4 separate regions of the Mus musculus genome follow, and all the other regions are linked to region 1. A link is a contact called in public ChIA-PET and promoter capture Hi-C data. All regions are on one chromosome and are shown on one strand. The core of a region is the stretch at or near the end of the contact, and the rest is flanking DNA. Distances in the headings are between cores, read along the strand shown.

What was found. Promoter capture Hi-C pulls out the DNA fragments that hold promoters and counts their contacts. ChIA-PET counts read pairs in DNA pulled down with a chosen protein or histone mark.
Region 2: a contact with region 1 is called in a promoter capture Hi-C map of the HPC-7 cell line. The contact joins the promoter of Gcg here to the enhancer-like site in region 1. A contact is called at or near these places in 6 of 39 promoter capture datasets (the C10 cell line, the HPC-7 cell line, HPC-7-derived erythroid cells and 3 more).
Region 3: a promoter capture Hi-C map of the HPC-7 cell line shows a contact between it and region 1, with 5 times the contacts expected there. The contact joins the promoter of Pla2r1 here to the enhancer-like site in region 1. A contact is called at or near these places in 11 of 39 promoter capture datasets (the 3T3-L1 cell line, the HPC-7 cell line, cranial neural crest and 6 more) and 2 of 9 other capture datasets (adipose tissue and embryonic stem cells).
Region 4: a contact with region 1 is called in an RNA polymerase II ChIA-PET map of memory CD8 T cells, with 9 read pairs. The contact joins two enhancer-like sites. A contact is called at or near these places in 1 of 484 Hi-C or Micro-C datasets (forebrain), 2 of 115 datasets of contacts at active chromatin or transcription factors (bone marrow-derived macrophages and memory CD8 T cells) and 1 of 9 other capture datasets (embryonic stem cells).

What each region holds. Positions count from the first base shown.
Region 1 is chr2:61,512,490-61,515,881 of GRCm38.p6, forward strand. No RefSeq gene overlaps it. Among named protein-coding and RNA genes, the nearest start is that of Gm33841, 19 kb to the right of the region's middle. Within about 2 kb of position 1,697, at least 87 of the 459 cell types and tissues checked have an H3K27ac peak or open chromatin away from gene starts, as enhancers often do. A contact at or near this core is called in the HPC-7 cell line, bone marrow-derived macrophages and memory CD8 T cells, where this site is marked.
Region 2 is chr2:62,482,084-62,485,475 of GRCm38.p6, forward strand. It overlaps Gcg (glucagon), which reads right to left and starts at 1,570. Exons shown (of 6, transcript NM_008100.4): 1 at 1,483-1,570. RefSeq lists a promoter at 1,563-3,015.
Region 3 is chr2:60,551,476-60,554,867 of GRCm38.p6, forward strand. It overlaps Pla2r1 (phospholipase A2 receptor 1), which reads right to left and starts at 1,833. Exons shown (of 30, transcript NM_008867.2): 1 at 1,535-1,833. The coding sequence starts at 1,655. Gm13583 (a long non-coding RNA gene) reads left to right here. Exons shown (of 3, transcript XR_374557.4): 3 at 1,313-1,541.
Region 4 is chr2:60,921,840-60,925,231 of GRCm38.p6, forward strand. It overlaps a transcript of Rbms1 not described here. Among named protein-coding and RNA genes, the nearest start is that of Rbms1, 42 kb to the left of the region's middle. Within about 2 kb of position 1,637, at least 90 of the 459 cell types and tissues checked have an H3K27ac peak or open chromatin away from gene starts, as enhancers often do. A contact at or near this core is called in bone marrow-derived macrophages and memory CD8 T cells, where this site is marked.

The DNA of each region.
Region 1 (3,392 bases), core at 447-2,946:
TTTTATATCAGGGGTGTTCAGCCTTTTCAAATGTGAGTAATATGAACTATTTAAAATCCAACCTCCACATCCCTGTGTAACTACTGTGAACATTATACCAGTTTGTGAGTATACCCCTGGACCACATATCAGAGTATGAAAGGAAGCAAGAAAACGGACAATACTTCTAAGGCATTTCACCATAACGAATCTGCTTGTTCATGCTAATTAAAAGGAAGGGTTTGACAAGTTCACATCTTTGTGTTTTCACTCATCTAGGTGTTTCCACTGTTTAAATTATCACCTGGATTCTAAGTAGTATGTGTCATTAGTATCCAGAGTGACTCAACCCACACACCTTTTTGTCATTTGAACAATTGACATTTTTTCTCTCTTTCTGAATTTAAATACATAGTGACATATGCACACGCACACACAGACACACACACGCGCACACATACACACACAAATGTTTTTGGCTTTTGTTTTGAGGATATCAAAGAGAATTTGCAGCCTACTTTTCTGAGGTTGAATTAATCAAGAAAATAAGTGTTTAAAGTTACTAAATGTCAGAGGCACTCGTGCTCAAATCTATTGTGTGTGATGCAAAAGATCCTTTACAGCCCCGGGCAGGAATCCCCCTTCCCAGCCAGAGCTGTACCTGTTGTAACAATGCTGAGATTCATTGCACAAAGGAGCAGGTGTTTTGTATGAATTCTGCGGGAGAGACTTAACAGTGATTTCACTAGATTCGCTCATCATCAGTGTTTCATGGTTAAAGAAATACAAGAAAGAAGAGATAGAGATGCCTCCATGGTTAAGGCCACATGCAGCCTCTGCAGAGGAAGGCAGCTTGGTTCCTACCACCCATACCCGGCAGTTCATAACTGCCTATAACTTCAGCTCCACAGGATCAAACTTCTCCAACCTCCTCAGGTACCTGCACCCACATGCACATCCACACACAAACAAGATGCACTTAAAAAAAAAACTCTTAAAAAAAAAAAGAAATGTGAAAAGTAGTTCTATTTAATACATACTATATTCTCAGGTGTTAATATAAGCGTTTTATATACGTTATGATATTTCGTCCTATAATAATGGACAAAGGCGGGTGAGATGGCACCACTCCATTCCAACTTCTATGAGATCAACTTTTTTATATGTCACACATGAGTAAGATGCCTAAAGATTTTTTTTTTATTTATATAAAGGATCCATAGAACAATATGTTTAAGCTGTAGGGAGCACTTCTGGGGCATCATGAGACTGTTTACAAGGAGAGAAAAAGCCATAAACAATGGAGAAAGGAGAGTTGTTAAACTTGATAGAAAACCAAAGAAGAGAAAGAGTCTTGGATTGATTGAATGCCAATGAGTCAAGGCATTATTAGAAGGTGACAAATGTTGAGGTTGGCTACCAGAAGAAAAATGCAAAACGGGAAGAAAAATTAAATGTTGGTTAACAGAATTTTTGGGAAGTCTCCTCTCTCTCTCTCTCTCTCTCTCTCTCTCTCTCTCTCTCTCTCGACCTCACTTTTCTCTGCCAACAAGGAAATGAGCTCGTTTGCTGGTTAACAAGGGTGTATGTTGTGAAGTCTACATTTTAAAGATGAGGGTAGAGGAAGTTTGAGCTATTCATTGTATAGAGAAAGACGCCAGAACAGCACTGAGGGCCTCTGCGAGCTGACTACGGTTCGGGACATGTGATGTGGCTGTGTGGTTTCCTCCAGCAGCACCCAAAATGCTGTGTGGGCAGGGAAGACAGACAGCTGGGTGGGGCTCTGAAAGGCCTCCACGTGTGGGAGGAAAGAGAAGTTAGAAATATTGATAAGACAGAGGGTGAAGTGGTAACCCATACGACTCCATCGGGAGGAAAGAGAGCAGGGATGTTTAAAGGCGAGGAAGGGAAGAAGGCCCGGGAATGTGGTTGGGACACAATGATAGCTGTGCAGTGCTGCAGGACAACTTAACTATCATAGGAGAGAGCTAAACAGTTCAGATTTTAACGTAAGCTTCATAAGATGGCAGGTAGACATAGATTATGACAACTTTAGGGTATCATGCCGGTAAAAGGGGTTATCTCTGGAAATGAGGAAGTAGACCAAGGAATCAGGCAAACGGATGGTACCTTACTTGGCTTCTGTAGTAAGATGCTCACTTAAACAATAGAAATGTGTTTTCTCATACATGCCAACAGGCTTGACTTGAGGCTAATGTCCTTGGCCTAGAGGAGATCATATTCTCCCTGCCTTCTCACGGTCTTTGCTCTGTGAGCGTGTGTGTGTGTCTGCTCTTATAATGAATCTAGACACATTCAATATTCAGTTCATAGGAAAACCACAATAACTTCACTTAACTTTAGTTAGCTTTAGAAGGTTCCACCTAAAACTAACCCCTGCCTGAATTGCTGAGACACACGCTTACCATAAGTTGGGACTTCAGCACATGGATTTGGGGATATACAATTCAGCCCACAGTTAGAAGGCATTTCAGATAAGAGTCACCAGAATGATGGTAGCATGCAGGGCAGAGATAAGGAAGCCCAATAAGGTTCCAGACTCTCCCTAAATGAAAGTAATTAACCAACTTTCTACTGGTTCATGAAAGCAGTGGTTCTTTTCATTCCACTGAAGATTCCAAACCATTTTCATCTCCCAGTGTTTGGAGGTTTTGTTTGTTTGTTTGTTTGTTTTGTTTTGTTTTTTTCATAGATCCACTGTGTTTTTGGCATAATGTTAATTTTTATCTTTTTACCAGCTTTGGCTTTAACACACCCTGTCCCTTCAGGTGTGATTTCTCATTGACTGTGCAGCAGCTGGTGAGGTGAAGGGCTCCTGGCCATGCCCTTTGTCTGAAATATTCATCTTAAATAACAGGACAAAAAGAGAGGACCCACCATTATCTTAAAGCTAGATTCTCTGACACACTGAACACAGAGGAGTTACAAAACAATTTACAACATACCCTGCTAGAAATTTCCCCTTTTCTACCCTTCTTTGTCATAATAAAAATGTCTGCCACTTATCAAATAAAACATTGAACTAGTAATTATGCTTTGTATTCTGTATCCATTACATTGTGTGATACTAATAGTAACCCTGAATTGTGAAAAAATTGGAGTATCTGCTCAGAGTCTAAGTGCCAAAGTCAGTCTAACTATAGATCACTGTTTTTAACCTCAGTGTTTCAACTGTGGAGATAGAATGTGCCCAGAGACAACACTCAGTTGCCAATCTCACTTCCTTCCAGAGTGTTTGTGACTTGATGTAGAAAGTACAAGAGAAGGAGCACACTGTGTCTCAGCAAACACTTCTAGCTCCAGTTACTCTAAATCCAGGACCCATTTCAGCAGGGAGTCAGTGAAGGAAGGCAGGGCTTTCCACTTCTTTCAGGTCTGAGAACAGCTGGCCA
Region 2 (3,392 bases), core at 320-2,819, 970 kb after region 1:
TGAGATGGCCCTGGTCATGTTTTTAAAGGGTAGACTTTGAAAGGACAATACAGAGAGAACATATGTCTTCCAATGCAACCTCTTGGTATAACTCACTTCCCTTTAGCCACTTTTTGAAAGTTAAGAAACTTCTGAGAAATAAAATAATTAACCCATTGCTTTAATACTATTATTTAGAATTAAATATATTATGTTAGCATCAACATTGTATCCAGTAAGAAATTTACACTTACTTCTCTCCTCTTTTGGCTAGTGTAAAGAAAGAGAATGGTATTTCTGAAAAAAAGTAAAAAGAAAAATGCCACAACTTTCCTATCAAAATTAAAATTAGGATATAGGTACAGTATTACTCCCTGTTTGGAAAGTCTTAGAAAAAGAATCTTAGATTTAGGAAAGAAGAGATTATTTTATTTTCCTAAGATACATTGGTGTTGTAGGGTACATAAACACTTTCTGCTTCCTTATCTCCCTTAATAACGAGTCCTTAGATAAGTGGTTCTCAACCTTCCTAATGCTGTGACCCTTTAATACAGTCCCACATGTTGTGGTGACTCTAAGCATGAAGTTATTTTCAATGCCACTTCATAACTGTAATTTCACTACTGTTATGAATCATAATGTAAATATCTAATATACAATACCCGTGAAGGAGTTGTTTGACCCCCAGATTGAGAAGTAACGGCCCTGGGATGTCTTGAAACACACTATGCCTGATGGTTGACTCCGTTGCTGGCATTTGTGAATTGGGGTTTTTCCCTATGAACTTAAGAAGGCACTTCAGAATATCTGATTGGTCTTTCTAAAGAGATGCAGAGAATCTCATTCCAGATGGAGCTACTTTAGACTGTATTTACAACTATTATATGGTAAATAACTGTTATTTTATAACCCATATGAAGACATTCCCAGTTATTGATGACGCTTGTTTTCTGCTTTATAGATGTCAGCTTTAATTTACAAAGGGCCTTGATACCTCGAAACATTTATTAGAAATCTGGATAGTTGAGAGATGAGACTGAATATTTTCTTTTAGAAAACAAAAGCTTTTAAAAAAAGCTTTTAATTCATAAAGAAAAACTGCTATTATAGTCTTGGTAATGGACACATTTTCTTGTGAAATTAAAAAGCCCCTTCTGTTCAAAGTAGTACGCGCATCTTTCAAGTCAAAGCAAAAATATTTATTTTTCAGAGTATTTACTTAGTTGAACATACTGTTCACATTGTAACAAATGCACTGGTCTGAATCTTTGTTTTTCTTTCTATTTTATAAATGCATTATATTATTTCTCTAAGTAGTTTGCAAATTCATCACGATAAAGTAGGTATAAATCTAATCAATAACGCTTTGATCTAAACTGTGCCCTTCATCGTCCTATCAATAAGGTAAAAGACGTAAAAACAACATTTTAATTCATAGTACTTAAACATAGTTCACTGCCCAATGTCCTCCAGACAGTCCCCGCCGCACAGTGTGCCTCTTACCTTGTGAGCCTGAGCTGCGAACAGGTGTAGACAGAGGGAGTCCCCTTGGGAACTTTGAGTGTGTCCTGGGCCCAAGCTCTGCCCTTCTGCACCAGGGTGCTGTGCTTTTATATGCTCTCCAGGCTGTTTAGCCTTGCAGATATTACGCTGACAATATAAATTTCTCATCTGTAAATAATGGGGTTTTGTTCAAATGATTTCACTCGCCCACTCACTTTGCTCATCTGCTTTTTACGCTGATACCGGGTTGAGACCGCAGAGGCCCGGAAACATTTTATTTACTCTTGTGCCTTTCTGTTTGGGAATGGAAAGGGCAGTTTGGAGATCCACCCTTCGGTCTCAGTCAGGCACGAAAAACTGCTAAAGTTCTCTCAAGTGAATTTTGACGTCAAATGAGCCTAGTCTCATTTGAGGGTCTTATCCCTTGATTTGGTATTTGGCTATATCCTGAGTTCCTGAATAAGTGATAGATCATTCATCTAGGCAAACAAATCACTCACCCAGTACACACATATCAATAACCCACTCATCCACATTGTATGGAATAAATTTGTATTCTCTTTGTGGGGAGATTTTAAATGTCAATTAAAATGTAATGTGCACCATGTTAATGAGACACAGAAGGCAAAATGAGAATACACAAACTCACTGATGCTGATAGCAAAGGGTCTATTATTTCTGTTTTCATCTTAAAATGAAATAAAAATGACTTAAATTTAATTTTACTGAGAAGGGGTGGGGCATTAGAATACAAAGAGAGATACAGGAGGCAAACTATTGAGATGAGATGCATGCTGTTTCTTTCTATAGCTTCCAGCGTGTATATAGGTCCTTACTAATTATAGCATATAGCAGATACAATTCTAGCCATTCCAACAGAAGGAAATATAAGATGGGAAATAACCAGGATGTATGAACAGACAGCATGAAACTCCAGTGATCATAAGTATGTTTCCTTCCCTGCTATCATCTGTAAGCTAGGGGACTTTGGCCAAGCCACACATTCTCCGGGATTCTAATGCTGATTTGTGAGGAGAGCAGTGGTTAAGCATTTGTTTAATATATGACAAGACCACAGCGTTTCCCACCTAAATCTGGATGTCCAAATGTATCAACTACCTGGTATAACTGATAACTTCCATGGAAATAGACCATTGAAACAACTGGAGGAGTACTCTGACTGAACTTAATTCTTCATTCTGTGCATTAAACTCACTGGTGGGTGTGGAGCTACACTAAGAAATAGGTACCATTTTCCACGTCAGTAGAGAGAACTTACTGAGGGGTTTTGTGCTAGTTGTCATTGATGATATGAAGCCCTGGTCCCTAGAGTTAGGTCCAAGGACCAGCATACATGAGATCCTATTAAAAGCAGAAAATCTCATGCCTCAGATCTGATCTACCTACATTTTATCAAGGCTCCCAGGAAATCTATTAGCAGGTTAAGCTGAAATCACAGCTGTATAAATTATCAAGTTCACTTTCTCATTGGTGCTGCTGGTGTCTTGAGCCAAGGACAGCTCTTGGCAGAGCCAGCAGATGGGGTGAAAGAGCAGAGAAAGGTGTCCAGCTCCAAGTCTAGCAGAACTAACTCAATTGCACTGATTAAGCTTAGAAGTGTGGACCAGCTTAGCGCAGGACTAGATTGCTCTTTATGATTGCGAGTGTCAGGAGTGTAACAGCCACACCTTTATTAAATGTTTTGTCACCTTCCGGCCCCTTTTATCCTGTCTCCACTTTCCTCTCCTTTTCTCATCTCCCATTTTTCACCCTCCTCTCTTTTCCCTTTTCTGATACTACCAGTGTGTGAAGCATCCCTAAGAGAGGGTTCTGCAGATGATGTTTAAGATGCTCAAAAGCCATAAATATAGCACCAGAGTCTTGGTAAAACTTTCTCTCAGTGGTTCTTC
Region 3 (3,392 bases), core at 583-3,082, 960 kb before region 1:
CCACTCTTTTCCCCAATACCAATATTTTGTTTTCCCTTCTTTGCTAATAAAAACTCGATTTCAGGCTTGTCTACAATTCACTTGCAATTCTACTGGTGCAGGTGATGGGGTCAGGAAGAGAGACTGTGTGGTAGCTAGTGCAGAATGCCTATACTTTTAGTGCATCAACCACAGCGCCTGTGTTTGGAGAATCTCTGGGTCTGCAATGTTGAACTCCAGATTTGCAGGCTGTACCTGGGGAGTATGGCAGGGAGCTGGTTGTTTTCATATTCAAAGTGCCCTTGATTATGGAAAAGAAGGCCTCTTCAGCCACTATCTCAGGTCAGGATTTGGGTCTGCCAAATATAGAAAGGATTAGCTCCCAGTGGGTGCTGACCCTGACTGGGAGGATCTCGGATCAGGCTTCCTGTGGCTGAGTCCCAGCTAGTCTCACAAGCTGCTGCCCTTTCCTAACACTTAAGCCCAGGCAGGATCTCCACGCTAAGATACAAAGTGGCCAACTGCCTATCTATGCATATGCTTGCCCCTGTGTACTTAGAGTTTTACTTAACTGAAAAATACCTAAGAGCATTTCTGGCTGCTCCAGAATAGGAAGAGCTGGTGTGGTTTAGCCTTGGTGAGGATAAAGCCCCTAGAGTGCTCTGAAGTACAACTGAGGGAAAAAAAAAAAAAAAAAAACAACTTAAAAATGTGTGCATATGTTGAAGGAAAAATAAAAGAACAAAGAACTGGATTACATCTTGTTTTATGCCTCTTCGCCAAAGGTTTTCCTAGGACAGAACGCACAGGAGCTGCCAGGAGGCTCCTTCTGGTTTAAGGCCACCTGCTTGCCTTTGATCACGGCACAGTCACGCGTTCAGGGACACACCTTTTATGTCTCAGAGACTCGGGCCTGAGTTGCTCCTTGCGGACACTGATTCTTTTCCTTGGGCTTCCTTCTATGCTCACGTTGGGGCCTTACTGTATGTGGGCTGATGCTCAAACCGATGCTGCATTTATCAGTTTGTACGCGTGTCGGGGGCTGTGTAACTTATTTGTCAGTGGTTCATGAATATTATAGAGCCATTGTTCAGCCTAGAGAAACGGAGGACCAGAAGGTACAAATCCCATCGCTGTCCACCCCACTGAGCCCCGCCTCCCCAAGGGGCGTAGCAGACAGGCCTGTTTGGGGGTTATCTGTAGAATGTAGATCCAACTTCTCCCTTTGGAAGGTAATGAAAGAAGACATCTTTTTGTCAGCATTATCTGAAAGGTGACCCTCTTAATCAACCCGTGTAAAGTTTGCATTTTGAAACTATTTCTACTCTCCTAGGTCCCGCAAGCCTGGAAGGCAAGACCCTGCCCCTTACCTCGCCCTAATTTGGAGGACAAGAGGATGTGCGGAAGAGACTGTCCCATCTGCCCCGGGACAGTACACAAGCAACCACAATACAAACTAGGCCTTGCTCTTACTTGTCTTGCTCAACTCCTACCCGTTTTCCGCCCCGAGTCCCGGGTGCCAATCAGCCCCCAGTTCGGCGCTGCGGACACTCACCACGCCACTCGAGGGACGGTTCCTGGATGTGAGTCAAATCTTGGGCGATGCCCTGGTGAATCCCCAGCAGCAGCAGCTGTTGCAGCCAGAGCAGCTGCAGCATCGCTAACCATTGCACCATCAGGCACGCTAGGTGACACCCACGGGAATCAGAACCGTGTCCCCTGCTCTGGACTAGGCTGCAGGAGGCAAGAGAAGCTACCACTCTTCTTGAGGACCACGCCATCCCAGAGCCCTGGAGATGAACTCGCCTCCCTTGTCGCCACAGCGTGTACACTTGGGACTCTGGGCGTGGAGACGCAAATAGCGGAGTTTTCGCCGCCCCGCCCACACTGCTTTGGGGAGGGAGCAGGAAAAAGGGCCGGGCCCTGTGCAGCTTAAACACTCTGGCCTTTTGGGGTTAGGAGAAAGTAGGGCTAAAGCAGCACCGTGGCTCCCCTTCCCTGCTCCATGAGTGCTCAAACTTCTCTCTCGGATTTGCTGCAATTCCTGGTCACCCGTCCCCAGTGTGGGTGAGCGAGCTAATCCTCTCCAGGAGAAGAAACCTGCCCACTGGATTTGCAAGGGTTTGGCTGCCGGCAGAGGAGTCAAAAGAGCTGCCGGGTGAACTCAGGCCCGGGATGCCTCTGGAATGCAGAGCACAGGAGACACCTAGGGGCCCAACCTGGTCTTCAACATTGCTCCAGAGTAACCAGAAGTCACCTTCAGTATCCAGCTTTATCCTATTTTAAAATAACCCCAGGCTTCCGTTTTCTTAGATCATCTTCATCTAATCAAATATCCCACACTGTAGAGTTGAAGAACCCAGTCAGAAAGGTGTGTGACTGGATCTCGGTTACTCCTTAACTCAACAAAACTTACTCCCTAAATTAGTAGACAACAACAAATAAATACAAAACATCAGGCTGCCCAAACCGTGACCAGTCGCAGTCTTTCTAACTGCCCACCTTCCCCGCCAAATAACTAACATTTATTATACAGGAAGCATTCAATACATAAGAGAGCAAGCAGTCTGATACAAGGCCCTTGCCTAAGTAAGACCTTGGCATAGCGGGTAAAACAGAAGTGGGAAGACAGTAAAAGGGAACCTGGGGGAAAGGAGGACAGATGATGGGATCTTGGAGGACCTGTCTTACTTTGCCAATAACAAAACCGACAATTACAGTGCCAGACTCAGGAAATATGCCTCTGCCTACAAGGTATGCATAGCCAGGAGTGATGGTCGGAGGGAGATAGGGCCTTAGTCTTGCTGGAACCTAGACAGCTTGCTGGTGGAGGTTAAGTAAGCCTTGAGTTCTGTGAGCTAGCAAGATGTGTATACTTCAGTCACAGTGAGAGTCTTGAGAAGTCTTGGGATTGGAGGTATCAGGGGCATGGCTTAAGGAAAGATGTCTGGTTGTCCTCTGAGAAGGAAATTGAAGGACTAAGGCTGAAGAGGAAGACGAGAGAAGACTCAATGTGTACTTCTCGAGTCTATAGAATAGCAGTATACACAGAAGTCTTTCCTGACAATAGGCAGAAAACGCATGTTGTGAGCACCGCATACCACACAGTCTGCAGTCACCAACCCCGACTTTCTCTCTGTTGGCCTCGAACCACACTACTGTGGGAATGTTGCCTGTAGTGGGAAGATTCAGTCCTCATTAAGATGACTGGCATCAGTTGTGGCAGGCAGATGCAATCCATGTGGCCTAATTAGATAACCGAGTTGGTTGCTGATATTAATCTCTGAAGGAAGCAGGGCAGTGAGACCAAAGGGGAGCAAGACAGGAGGAACTGGAATGGGCTCTGATGGTCACACCACGAGTGGTGATGTGGGAAGGAGAGGCTGGCTGAGACCAGAAGTGGTGAGAAACAA
Region 4 (3,392 bases), core at 387-2,886, 590 kb before region 1:
TGGGATTAAAGGCGTGCGCCATCACGCCCAGCTTTGCAATTATTTTATAATTACAATGATATCTGTGATTCTTTAAATTATTAACCTGGGTGCAAACAAATATTTTTTAAAACCTGGGTGGCAAAAAAGAGTAGAGGGAGGAGCATAAAGAACTCTTCAAGACAGAGACAAAATTATACTGCAAGTGTGAACTTTATATACAAAATATATGCAAAGCTTCTGGTGTCCTAGGTAGGTAGAATTAAGATCTCAAAAGAAAATAAAAAGAGAATAAACCTTAAAAATCCTCTGGATCTTTCAAAAGCCCTTCTTCTCACCTTAACTACACTAAGAACATCTCTTGTACTCATTATTCACAATTTTTTTTTTACATTTTCCAAGTTTTTTCCACTAAGCAAATTACCATGGTAATTTCAAAAAGAAAATATTTAACAGCAGTGCTCCGTCATTTGTTCATCTGCAACTAGCTAAGTCTTCCAGGGTACCGCTTCTCTTCTGAGCATCTGTCACTGTCCACTCCCCTAACTGCCCTATCCCACAGGCTCTCTTAGAAAGGGCTTCACAGAGAGCTGGTCATGTCTCCTCAACTTGGATCCCCTCAGTAGCAGGATCAGAGCACAAAGAGCAAGCACGGCCTAGAGCATCACTCCCAGGATCCTTAGCGAAACTGTCCAGATGGCTCAGGACCAAAGCCTGTCTATTGTTCCAAAGTCATTTCCTGTCACTCTCTGTGCAAACCCTCACACCCACTCCAGCCACACGGAACTTCCCACAGTTTTCCAAACATACCATACACTCTGTCTTGGCTCATGTTCATTTTTATGTCAAGAGTAGTCGTCTAACCTCATTATGCAGCAAAATTTAATTATTCCCTCTCAACCCACTGAGCTTCGGCCTCATCTCTCACTCTGTTCACCTCTCCACAAAACAGACTCCAGAACCTTCTCCTGACAACACTCACCATGAAACCCTCCAGAAATGTTTATCTCGGCTTATGAGTCCTATCAAGACAGAATCTGTGTCTACATAACCTTTATTTGTTGTTACATCTAACTCATAAATCGTAATTGTCTGGGTTGTTGCTATTCCAATGGAGGTAATACTAGACTGGAAGCTGAGAGTCTTGGCTCAATCACAGCACTTGGAGGTAGAGGTAGTTCTGGGATACATAAGGACAACTTGCCTTAAAAAACAAACAAAACCTAGGCCAGGGTATCTAGAGTGGTTTCTTTGAGGAAGTTTCGTAAGAAGTAGATTGTTTAGGTTAGCTATCAAAAAGGTGCAAGGACAACGCGCTGTTCTTGTTGTTTATTCTTTTCTTGACTGTTATATATAAGGGTTTACACACACGAACGCAGTTATGAACTATGGTAAATGCTAGAGAGGAAAAGAACAGGAAATGAGGTAAGGGGGGCAGTGTTGAGGAAGCAACTGTAATAATGAGAAGTAATGAACACAGAGAAATTAGTCACAGCAAGAGAAGGAGAAAGTGCATTCAAGCGGGAGGAGAATATCCTGGAAGGTCCTGGTGGAGGGGGGAGGGAGTTGGCTTGCTCACTTGGGAAGGTATGCACATGCTCGAGTGTAGCATGCATGTGGAAGCCAGATGTTGATGTCATGTGTCACTATCCTATTTTCTGAGACAGGGACTCTCACTGAACTTGAAACTCACCAACTCACCTAAACTGGCTGGCAGGAAAACCTCAGGGGAGCCTTTTGTTGCTGGCTCCCTAGCATTCTAACACACCCAGCCTTTCATGTGGACTCTGAGGGGATTGAACTCAGGTCCTAGTGATAGTGTGGCATGTTATATATATACATATACATATACATATATCCATAATTGAAAGATTAATATTTAGGCAGACTGCCAGTGAAGTGGACAAAGCTCTCTGACTTTTCAATACATTTAGAATACTAGTTATTTGGACATCTGTCAGTCAAACACACTCACTGGTTAAAGTTAAACCACATCTATATCCTTGTTTCTCTGAAAAGCATAGCGCATGCAGCGCAGACCCAGGCTCCTAGAAGGCCACCTTGAACACGTCTTGGTATTTTAATCGCACCAACATCTCTAAAGCTTCCTGTCAAGATAAAGCCTGTCGTCTGATGTTGGCTGAAACTCACAATTTTCATTTTAACTTCAGTGAAAACTCAGCCTTTCCCACCTGAGCGGACGCTTTGTGAGCAGCAGGCACGACACAGCAAATGCTGCTATTTTTGTTTGTTTAGAAATGTCACAGGCCTTCTCTCTGTCAAGAACAAATCCACTCAACTTATAGTCATGTCACACACACAAAAAAAGAGAGATAAAAATGCAGTATCATAGCTAGGATGTTCTTGTGACATTTTCTGAAGCCAATAAACATGGTGCAGCCAGAAAAGGCAAGAAGAAAAAAAAAAAAAAGAAAGAAAAAGAAAGGGGGGGGGTGGGGTGGAGGGGGCAGGCAGGGGGCGGGGCATCCGTTCACACTTCAGTGTGTGGGACTCTGAATGCCAAGGAGTTACTCATGAGTTCTAGCTAGGACTAGGGAAGGAACTAAGCGCTGAGAGGACAGCACAGTATCCAATGAACAGCCCAGCAAGGACAGTAGAGAAAAACTCAGGGCCAGAGCATGCAATGCCATGCAAACTTCTTTTCCACTTGTCTTATAAGCAACAATTACAGGCTGTGTTAATAAACAAACAAACAAAAAACACCAAAAACAATGTTTGGAAAACATCAACAGAAGAAAAATGAAAAACCAAAGAAGAGAGTAAGGAACATACACCTTAGAGGAAAGTAAACAGAGGGGAAACTAAAAAAAAAAAAAAAAAACCAAAAACCAAAACAAAAAAAAGTGAGGGGGGAATACTAGTTACATCTTGAATAATACCACTGCCAAGATTAAAGCGAAAATACCTAACACATGCTGCTTTGGCCCTGTATTTAATGCCTTCCATGGTTCATCTGATTTAAACTTCTTACGAACTCTACAGTGGGGAATAAGGCTATTTCTGTTTCAATGATAAGGAAACTTGTGTTAAATGTAGGATCTGGAAGCCTGTGAACGTGAGGTCAGCTTCATCCATCCGCAGCCTGTGCAAATGAATTCCATATACACTTCTCTGTTCTTTTAATCTAGATAATGGGGACTTAAATTACGGCTGACATGAATGGCTATCTTAATCCTTTAAAGGAAAGGGTTCGTAAGTCATATTTTAGGTTTCCCATTTTTCCTGAACATGTTAGCTTCAGAAGAACTCACCACAGACTTAGCATAGTTGAAATGTGTCCGGTCAGGATGTGCTAAGATCAACAGGTCTGTCTTCTTCTTATCCTCCACTGAAGCAGAATGCTCTCTGAGTTTGTTGTTCCTGGCTTGTCTGCCTTGGTTGTTTACACTGCT